Linked DNA regions of Zea mays: all the other regions are linked to region 3. The links are chromatin contacts, called in public Hi-C maps. All regions are on one chromosome and are shown on one strand. The core of a region is the stretch at or near the end of the contact, and the rest is flanking DNA. Distances in the headings are between cores, read along the strand shown.

What was found. A called contact is a pair of places that touch in the nucleus more often than the background predicts.
Region 1: a Hi-C map of ear shows a contact between it and region 3, with 2.8 times the contacts expected there. The contact joins the promoter of LOC100193025 here to the enhancer-like site in region 3. A contact is called at or near these places in 2 of 25 Hi-C or Micro-C datasets (ear and tassel).
Region 2: a Hi-C map of ear shows a contact between it and region 3, with 1.6 times the contacts expected there. The contact joins the promoter of LOC542534 here to the enhancer-like site in region 3. A contact is called at or near these places in 3 of 25 Hi-C or Micro-C datasets (bundle sheath, ear and tassel).

The regions. Positions count from the first base shown.
Region 1 is chr1:39,862,803-39,865,931 of Zm-B73-REFERENCE-NAM-5.0, forward strand. LOC100193025 (putative laccase family protein) reads right to left here and starts at 1,862. Exons shown (of 6, transcript NM_001138193.1): 1 at 1,664-1,862; 2 at 1,205-1,356; 3 at 489-736; 4 at 280-408; 5 at 1-198. The coding sequence starts at 1,777.
Region 2 is chr1:40,289,112-40,292,004 of Zm-B73-REFERENCE-NAM-5.0, forward strand. LOC542534 (initiator-binding protein 2) reads left to right here and starts at 1,552. Exons shown (of 10, transcript NM_001324298.1): 1 at 1,552-1,815; 2 at 2,755-2,893. The coding sequence starts at 2,846.
Region 3 is chr1:40,040,179-40,043,501 of Zm-B73-REFERENCE-NAM-5.0, forward strand. No RefSeq gene overlaps it. Among protein-coding and RNA genes, the nearest start is that of LOC100273259, 35 kb to the left of the region's middle. Within about 2 kb of position 1,328, at least 20 of the 20 cell types and tissues checked have an H3K27ac peak or open chromatin away from gene starts, as enhancers often do. A contact at or near this core is called in bundle sheath, ear and tassel, where this site is marked.

The DNA.
Region 1 (3,129 bases), core at 612-3,111, 180 kb before region 3:
CGCGCAGGAGCACGTTGGTGGTCTGGCCCGGCGTGATGAGCACGATGTCCGTGCGGAACGGCTTGACGTAGGCGGCGTCGACGTCGACGACGGTGAGCGTGTGGTTGGCGATGGAGAAGAAGAGCTCGTCGTTGAGCGCGGCGTTGATGAGACGGAGCAGGTACCATTTGCCGGGCAGCACCTTCAGCTTGAACGTGTCTATGGAAGCAGCACACATGTGACACATGACGGTGAGCTTGAACTTTTCAATGGGCCCTGGCTGAACGGGCCGAGTCTTACCTTTGCTGGAGCAGTTGTACAAAGGGCCCGGGAGCCCGTTGATGGTGAAGGCGTCCGACACGTTTGGGCCTGCTCCAGTCTGAAGCGCCTGGGCGACAATTGTCTCTGGATCCGCGTTGAACCACTCTCCTGCGGCCACATCGCACGTTAATTATCCTAGTAGTACAGGGCAGGCTACAAGCAGAGCAGAGCAGCAGCAGCAGCAGCACCGAAGATGACTGGGACGTCCTTGTAGGGTTTAACCGGGAGCGGGTATGGCACGCCGCGCTTGGGGAGGATGACGATGGCCCCGTAGAGCGTGGCGCGCATCCAGGAGACGTGCGCGTGCCAGAACAGGGTGCCCCGCTGCCCCGTGATGGTGAAGTTGTACACGAAGCTCTGCCCCGTCTGGATGGGGCACTGCGTCACGTACGCCGGCCCGTCCGACCACCCCGTGCGCAGCTGCCGAACGCCGTGCCTGTTGTTCAATTCGTTCGCGTGTACGTATATGCAGTTTGCATCGCACGCACCCAGAGGGAAGGCACACAAAAGCATCAGTACGGGCATGCAAATATATATCAGCTGCATTATATTGCATTGGCACGTCCTGAAAGACCTGAAACTAGGCTGCTGCCCACTTGGTCCTTTGCTAACTGAAAGGATGGCGAGCTAGCTGCTGATCGCATCCAGGAAACAAATAAAAAGGTGGTAGACGCTGCTTGTTATTAATTAGTTGCTGACACCAACCAGCAGGATCGAGACAGAGGTACGAAACGATGATTTCTCCGTTGAAACATGGCAGCTTTGCGAATGATGATCTAGGTTACTGCTGCAGTTCGTCGCGTCGTTGGTGCAAAGAAACATGGCAGTTCGTCGTCGTTGCTGCAGGGCAGATCGCTATATATATATGTATACTAATTACTATATACATGAAGAGAAAGTTTACCAGTGGATGGTAACGTTGTCCTTGACATTGTTCAGCACCTTGACGACGACGCGGTCGCCCTCCCTGGTGACTATCTTGGGGCCGGGGAACTGGCCGTTCACCGTCGGGATGGCGCGGGTGGTGCACAGCCGCGTCACCTTCTTCATCGTCACCTGCCATATATGCCACACACAAGCCCACACCACACATGACATGATTCGAAACGGCAGATGATATATAGACCCTGTCACGTCCGTCGTCCCAAACTTCCTTCATATATAGACGATGGAAGAACAGACGACCATGCATCAACAACAAGAACTACTAGCAGCTATAGCTAAATCACTGCGTGCGTGCGTGCATGCATGCATGCATGTGGGTACTCCTAGTCCTAGCCAGCAAGTATACGTACATAAGAACACACAGCATGCATGGACGAACGGCGGCTGCTTAATTGGTTGATGAGTGAAATGCACTTACGTTGAAGGTGTAGTGTCTGGTTGTGCCGCCGCCGTGTGACGACTGCGGCAACGCTACCAACGTGCCGAAGAACAGGATGAACGCAAGCCACGACGATGGCGGCGCCGCCCCCATCTCCCTTCCCTTGGCACGCAGATCGATCTCGGACGAGAGATCGAGGACGTACGGTTGTTATATATGGCCGGCCGCAGCAAGATAGCTAGCTAGAGCTATAGCTACAACACGCGGCAGGAATGAAGGGTTATATAGCGAGGAGGAGGAGGACAGTACAGTACTGACGACGGTGGTTGCATTCCTTCCTTCCTTCCTTGCAATTTATTAGGTGGCGACATGATATTTTCCCTTTTTTTCCCAGTGACAAGAAAAAACCGGGGCGGAGCGAGAATTAGGTGACGATGATGATCGAAAGGGTGTTGACAGGAGACGGAGAAAAAGGCGGGGCTTATTAGCGCCAGCCAGCGGCCGCTTTTGCCTGGTCATGTACAAAGAGTTGGGTCCGCCTGGATTTTAGAGTGCAGGCAAAGGAATCGCCCTTTTTGACGTATGGCCCCGCTAGCTGCTTGCTCTCGCTCTGGACGGACGTACATGTATTTTCTCCGGCGTCCAGCGCGCTCATTTTTTTTTTGAACCGTTCGATCTGAGTGCACCCTCGTCAGGATTCAGGAATCATGACTCATGACTGAGACTACTGAGATGATGCAGCCAGCCAATTATCTCCAACGTACGTATTACAGACTGAAGCCCGCGCCCGCCCCCCCTGCAGTGTTGTGATATGATCTTGTGTGTTCTTCTCAAGGAACGACCGCAAATTAACCGTCGCGTCGTCTGTTGAGATTTCCTTGTCGCGTCAGATCGAACGCTACCTTATTAACACTTGGCTAGGATTGGAGTGCTCAGCGGTTAATTTCAACAGTTTTTCTCCTGTAAACTGATAGACGGACGAACTAGAGATCAGAGTTTAGAACACTGCAGCTCACAGGTCCAGGCCACCTCTCTGTTGGATTGATCTTATGTGAATCCGGTCAAAGAGGGGACTTCTTGTATTATGATTGCATGCATAACAATACATTGGATTATTGGTTAACATTCCTCGCCCCATAAACCTAGGGACCTGATCTACTCTAATACGGCTAGCGATGGAAAGACCATCACCTAGCTAATGCACTCTCGGTGTCGTCGTCGCTATTGCACACCGACTCTAAGACTGGCTGCAGCGCAGGCCATCAGCCATCCTCTCTATATGTGTATATTTGGGCCGGGTCTGATGGGCCGGCCCGAAGCACAAAAAAAAATACACCCAGGCATGGCACGACCCGAAATAATTTAGTGTCAGGCTGACACGACCCGATATATCGGGCCGGGTTTGGTCCGAGGTCGCGGCCCATGGGCGGGCACGAGCACGGCTCGTTTAAGGCAGGCACGAAATGGCTCATATAGAGGCACGAAAAGGCCATATATTTATTAAA
Region 2 (2,893 bases), core at 302-2,801, 250 kb after region 3:
GCTAATGAGAAAATCAAGTAAAACACCTACATGATATAGTAGATGAAATTATAGAAGGATATGTCGGCCAAACAAATAGTATGACGTGGATGCCTTACTTTTTGATATACTGAAAATAGTAAACATTTAGTGAAAGATGGTGTAGCATTTATTAAGGATGATGTGGCGTTTAGTGAGATATAACATATGGAGCTTGTATGCAGATATTAAAGTTAGTGGGGTTTACTTTTAAAAGAGATATAGATATAGGTTAAGTATAACATATGGATAGCTTGTTTGCAGATATTAAAGATGGTAGTCTTTTATAAGAGACATAGGTATATGTTATATGAGACGACAAAGCAAGTTTCTACTCAGTAAGAGTTTACAAATGCATTAAGGCTGTAAAATAATGTTTGCCTATTTTTGTCTGAGAGGATGAAGTATTTTTGAAAGTTGCTATGTATGTGTGCACGTAGAATTACGAGAAAGAAACCAAATAAGACTTGGGGTCTACAAATGGCATGCCATGCAAATTTGTACAGCCGATGTGTGTTCCTTTGTCTGATAATGCTAATAGTGGAAACTGATCGTACAGTGGTACCATTATGCAAAGATAGTAACGCAAAACCTGCAGTAGGAATTCAGTCCATTCTAATAAAAGACATCCATGATTATTCCGTAACGAACTAAACGGATTTCGACTAGATACAGATTAAAGTAGTGGATTTAATATTTCGTAGCTTTGTAAATTTGGAATCCAAAGAATGAACTTTTCTTAAACCCTAGAAATTCCATGCTGCGTATGCACCTTTGGTCCGGGCAATGGCCGAGTGAGATGCCAGCTGGACCTAGCACATATTTTTCTATGGTAGATGTATATATTTTAGAATCATGAAGACCACAAATTTCTTATCTAAAAATTATCTGGTTCTGCGTTGAAGAAGCTCCGGAATCTTAGCACCTTTTCAGGCATCACCCGTGGACATTCTCCACCGACCACCAATAGCCCGAAAACAGCAAAAACCCTCCATGAAAAGATTAATTTATAAATAAAAATATTTTAAAAACGGAGAACCCCGAATTAATTCCGTGAGAGAGACTGTGAAGTGGGTCTACATGCAGTTAATAATTACTAACCCCCTCACGTTTCTTTCCTAAAAACGTCCCTGCTATTCTCCTCACTTAAGCCCCACCGGTTAACGGGGGATCACTCCTTGGGTTCGTGGTCACGAGGGACTGGAGGGCCACCGTGCGATCCGACGGCGCGGCTGGCGCGTCCGCTCCCACACCGACGGCCTGGATTTGCGGAATTTATCACGGGCGCGGAGACGTCTCTCCCGTTGTAGTAAGCCGGGACAGGCGCCCGCTGCCGTCGGATCACGTGGCCCCGCCACGTGGACGCTGCGGGAGGGCGGAACCGGTCGTTGGGGTGGGGCCGCGTGGGGTTTAACCGGGAGCAGCCGGTGGACGCCCCTCCCCGGGATGGCGTGGGCGTAAGCGTAAGCGAGGCGGAGTTGGGGGGTTTAAGAAGGGGGGGTGGTTTTGAGGGGTTTTGGCCAACCCACACCACCGCACCACGCACCTCCACCACCAGAAGAAAAAACCAAGGCGGAGGGCGGAGAGGAGAGCAAGGAGGGTGAAGGGGGAAAAGGGTAATAAAAATAAAAGAGGAGAGGAGAAGCAAGACGAGGAGGAAGAGGGAGCACCCAGAGGTAGGGGAGGGGGAATAATTCCGCAGGGGCTGAGGGATCTCGGCGAGTCCGGCCGCGGAGCAGCGCAGCGAGGCGGCGATCCGAGGGCGATCGGAGGCGGGCGGGCGTAGACGCCGGCGAGGTGAGCACGCCGTGCTAGTTCCGCGGAATTCTGGCGAATTATGCGGTTCTGGGGCTGGGTTTCGTGTCTTGGTGCCCCGCTGTGAGGCGCTGCTGTGTTGGGGTTTTGCTTCCGCTCTGTTTTCGTCCATCCTTGTCCGAATTCTGCTTGCTTTGCTCCGATCCGCCGCTCTGTGCTCGGATAAAGAGGTGAAATTCGCGTCTTTCCGAGATTCCGGCACATTTCAGAGTCGCGGTTTGGATTCGTGGGGTTTTGCTTAATTTCGCGTCGAATTGCTGTGGATCGGGTGCCGAGATCGGATCTGGCCTCGCTCGATTCACGTTTTTCTCGACGTTCTTGTGCGCCTGTGAGGTTTCCGGTCGCTCTTCCTTTTTTTAGTCGACGTGCCCGCTTTCCTTTTGGCAGTTGCTTGCTCCTCGCGGATTCCGATGCACGAGGTTTTTTTTTTAAAAAAAAAAGTTTTCTTCTCCTCTCTCTCACTCTCCCTTTTGATCGCTTGGCGTGCTGGTTTACCTGGCGAATTTATTTGCTTGTGCATTAAATTCAGTGGCGAAACCATCTCGCAAGAAAAAACCTGAGGTCTTAACTCGGATCACGGGTTGAAGTATGAATTCTCTCTATTTCTTCTGCTGTTTTTGTGTTTGAGTTTTGATTCGTTTTTGGAGCGCAGCCTGCTGAAAATTCTTTTCATTTGGCTGTTTCACGACTAGATCTCTCGGTTAATCGGCTTGGGGTATTGGGATTATAACTTTTGGTAATTAATTACTTCAAACGCAGTAGTACTCCTATGATCGTTCCCTGTTTAATTAATGGAATGGAGGGTTTAAAGAAGATTTATCCCAAGTCACTGCGGAGATCCCAATGAATTATTTCCTCTTCTTTTTTTTCCTACCTACTAGTACCAGCTTTCATTTGCTGATTGCTACTGTGTTCTTGCAGATTTGTGTTGGTGACAAGCCATGAACAGCGCAACCACCAGTTGTTAAGTAACCCTCCTGTAAACTTGAAGCAACCGAAGCGGAGAGCAGAAATGGTGTTCCAAAAGAGGTCCTCGTCAGAGTTGGAGGCGTCCGGTGGA
Region 3 (3,323 bases), core at 78-2,577:
GCGCGCACTTCCGTCGTCCGTTGCCCACCAGCCCTCACGGCCGGTGTTTTATTTCCCTTCCAATAAGCGATGCGGACCGACGGCCGCGTCGCTGTCGCCGTCGCCGTCGCGTCCAGCTTTGCTATATATGCAACGTTCAGTGCCGCCTGCTTGTCCTAGCTAGCTTGGCCACCACCACAGATGGTGGCCGCCCTGCGAGTTTTGGTGCCTTGCCTTTTGTTTCTCTCGGGGGCTACACTGTCTCAGCTCGGTGGGCATGCATAAAGCGTAGCGCGTAGGTTGCGCTGCCTGAAAGGGAGGTTCTTCGGAGGTACCTTGTGCATCGTACGTACGTCTAGCAGGCTGCTAAACAACAAGGTTTGTTTAGTAGGACGAACAACAATAATTAGTGTGTGGAAGTGGAAGCTAGTGCCGCCCGTCGAGCGGGCGAACCTAGTATAGAAAGAAGTTTAGCATATCATGTAGGCACAAGAACCGGTCTCTCTTAGTCACAAATGTTATCCCACTCATATATGTAATGTAATTGGAGAGTAGTGTGCTGCTGGCCGTCCATTTTAGCTTGCACTGATTGGCTGCGTTTTACATACCTTTCGTCGACCGTCTGCCGTCCGCACGATCCCTACCGATCGCGCGGCAGATTTAAATGCTGGTACGGGAGAACTTTTTCCTTCTAGTTTAGGACTTGCACACGTAGCCTAGCTAGTGACACTGACAAGGACTGAAGCTGAAATGGGCTGCGTTGGCGTTGCGTACACATAGCTCATACATCATGCTGCGTGTTCAATTCCACTGAAAAATACTCCCTCCGTTTCTTTTTATTTGTCGCTGGATAGTGTAATTTTGCACTATCCAGCGACAAATAAAAAGAAACAGAGGGAGTACTACTTATTAGCTCATCTCTTCCACTGAAATTAAAATAGTGACGAGCTTATTAGCTTGGCTGAGAGCTCTGAACCATGACCAGAGAGCATGAGTCCATCGCTCCCTTCTTGACGTTTTCCTGGACAGGAAGCTAGCAGATGATTTGAGGGCGATGATGGCAACAGAGGAATTATACAAGTAGAAGGCAGGCAGCTAGGAGACAAGAGCTCCGGTGGGCCGGGCTGGCTATAGGCTAGATGCCCTGAATGAGCTCTCAAGAAAGCGTCGCTGGAGCTAGAGGCCATCCAAGCCGAGTCCAGCTCAGCGCTTATCCCCGGGAGACGCGGTGGGGGTCTGCACTTGTGGCGTGGAATTCTTCCGAGAACACAGCCACGGGAGGAGTGGTACGTGTTAGACGCGGCGGCGTTCGTGGCCACCGTGCTGCCCCACCCCCTGCAGCACGGGGATCGGACAAGCCGGCAGGCAGGAGATGGTCCACAGGTCGCCCAGCGATCCCGTCCCGTCCCGCATGGTGTCCCATCAGCTGATCAGAAGGGTGAAGTGGATTTTGGATCGGAATGCTTTTTGTTAAGCCTGTCATGCGTCATGTAAATCATCCAGCCCTGGATCTTTGCTCCTAGTCCAGCGCGGCTGGAAACACCATCCATGAGTTAATCTTAATCCTCTCTCTGTCTCTCTCTCTCGTCCACGGATTTGCACATGAATAATCCATAGAGTTGTTGGCAGGTTGCGTCGTCAGGTTGGATTTAACGAGGAAAAAGGTCCCAAACCAACCAACCGGTTTCTGAATACATGGGCTGAAGCTGAACAACGTGTAACGCGCAGAGGAAAACAACTAGATAAATATAGTCTGAAAACAACTAGTTTCTGAATCCACTTCTTACCAGCTTCAGAAACATTCACTCCTCGTCTGCTATTCGGTACCTGATCGAAAAGTTCCATTGCCATCTTGGCCAGTGGGCCCAACTCGACTTTCCCAAGGGCCGAAGCTTTCGGGCTTGAAGAAGAAGAAGCCCAGTGCCCCGTGCGGCCGTTAACGAAGAAGCCCACATCGCAGTCTTGCAGTGCAGGCCCACTGCAAGTTTGTTAGTCTGGTAGCTGTACAGTGTATGCGGAGGCCTCTGCAGACTGAAGTCTGCAAAGCGTCCTATAAAAGCTCTCACCCATCCCGTGCCACTGCCTCGGCTCACGCCAACGGCCGAACCTGGCGAGCTAATTGATCTGCATGACAATTGACAAGCCACCACCCCCTTCTCTCTCAAGCACTGTGTCGGGCTGGCGGCTAGGCTACACATCAGAGTGGGGGTGTGACTGTATAAGCCTATCAGAAACGGAAAGACATGGGGGCCCCTCTGAAGAAGAAGGTACTCCAGGTTGTTGCAAGAATGCTAGCTAGGTGCATGCACGTCAAATGGCGAAAGGATTAAGCAACTAACTAGCTGGTGCATTTGTGATAAGGAGGGGGGAAAAGAACGAGCCCTATCGTCCGTCCCGGCCGCTTTCCCTTTACGCCAGGGGATCACAGGTTGGGAAAACAACGCCGCAAATAATCATGTCCTCGGAGAGGAGAGACATCAGCGCCATCATCACGGACAGCCTCTTTCAGTGCACAAGCTGTTGGTTCCATGTCCCCGTCGCCCTTTATCTTCTTCTTTTTTCTCGGCTCACAACTCACATGCACGGACCATCCCGTGCCGTGATCACGTTCGCCCAAGGACCAGCCTTAAGTCTTCACTCCAGGGTTGACAAGGCGGTGAAGAAACGAGGGAGCAACAAAGACACGGACACCGTGACGGTACAGACTACAGCAGACTCTTTTGAACACCTCTGTTGCCACTCGAACTCAGGTGAACCTCGCTGCGAGTTGCAAACAGGGTCTCTGCTACGTTTGCCTCAATTGTCAAGTGAGACAATTTAGCGATTAATCACAGATTTTTAATGTCACATAATAAATACAAAGTAGGAGTAAAATTACACACGGTACACTTAGACCTGCAAACGGGGGAGTGTAAGCGGGTATTTTAGGTGGGTTTAAGAAAAAAGTTTATTTTGGTGGGTTGTGGTGGGTTTTAATTGTAAATGGTTTGGGTTGGGTGAGTTTATTTTGTATTGTGGGTTAAAATGGTTGATACCCATGGGTGTAGATGGGTTTGCGTAGGCGTGGGCTTCCATGAGTCTTCACTCATCCACACATGGTTCTTCCACACATGGTTCTTTTCTTTTCACTTCCACGGAGATTTATATGTCGTTCGGTGGGCTTCTGATGCTACCTAGATATGCTCATCCACTGTTGCTAGCTTCGAGCTTGATCATAGACTTTTTCCACTGCTGCTAGTTTATATTTCTTGCCAAAAAGATTATTGTTCATTAAGGATCTTTAACATATGTTTTTTGTTATTTTCTCGAGACCTAAATGTTCATCGACCAAACTTGTTTTTGTA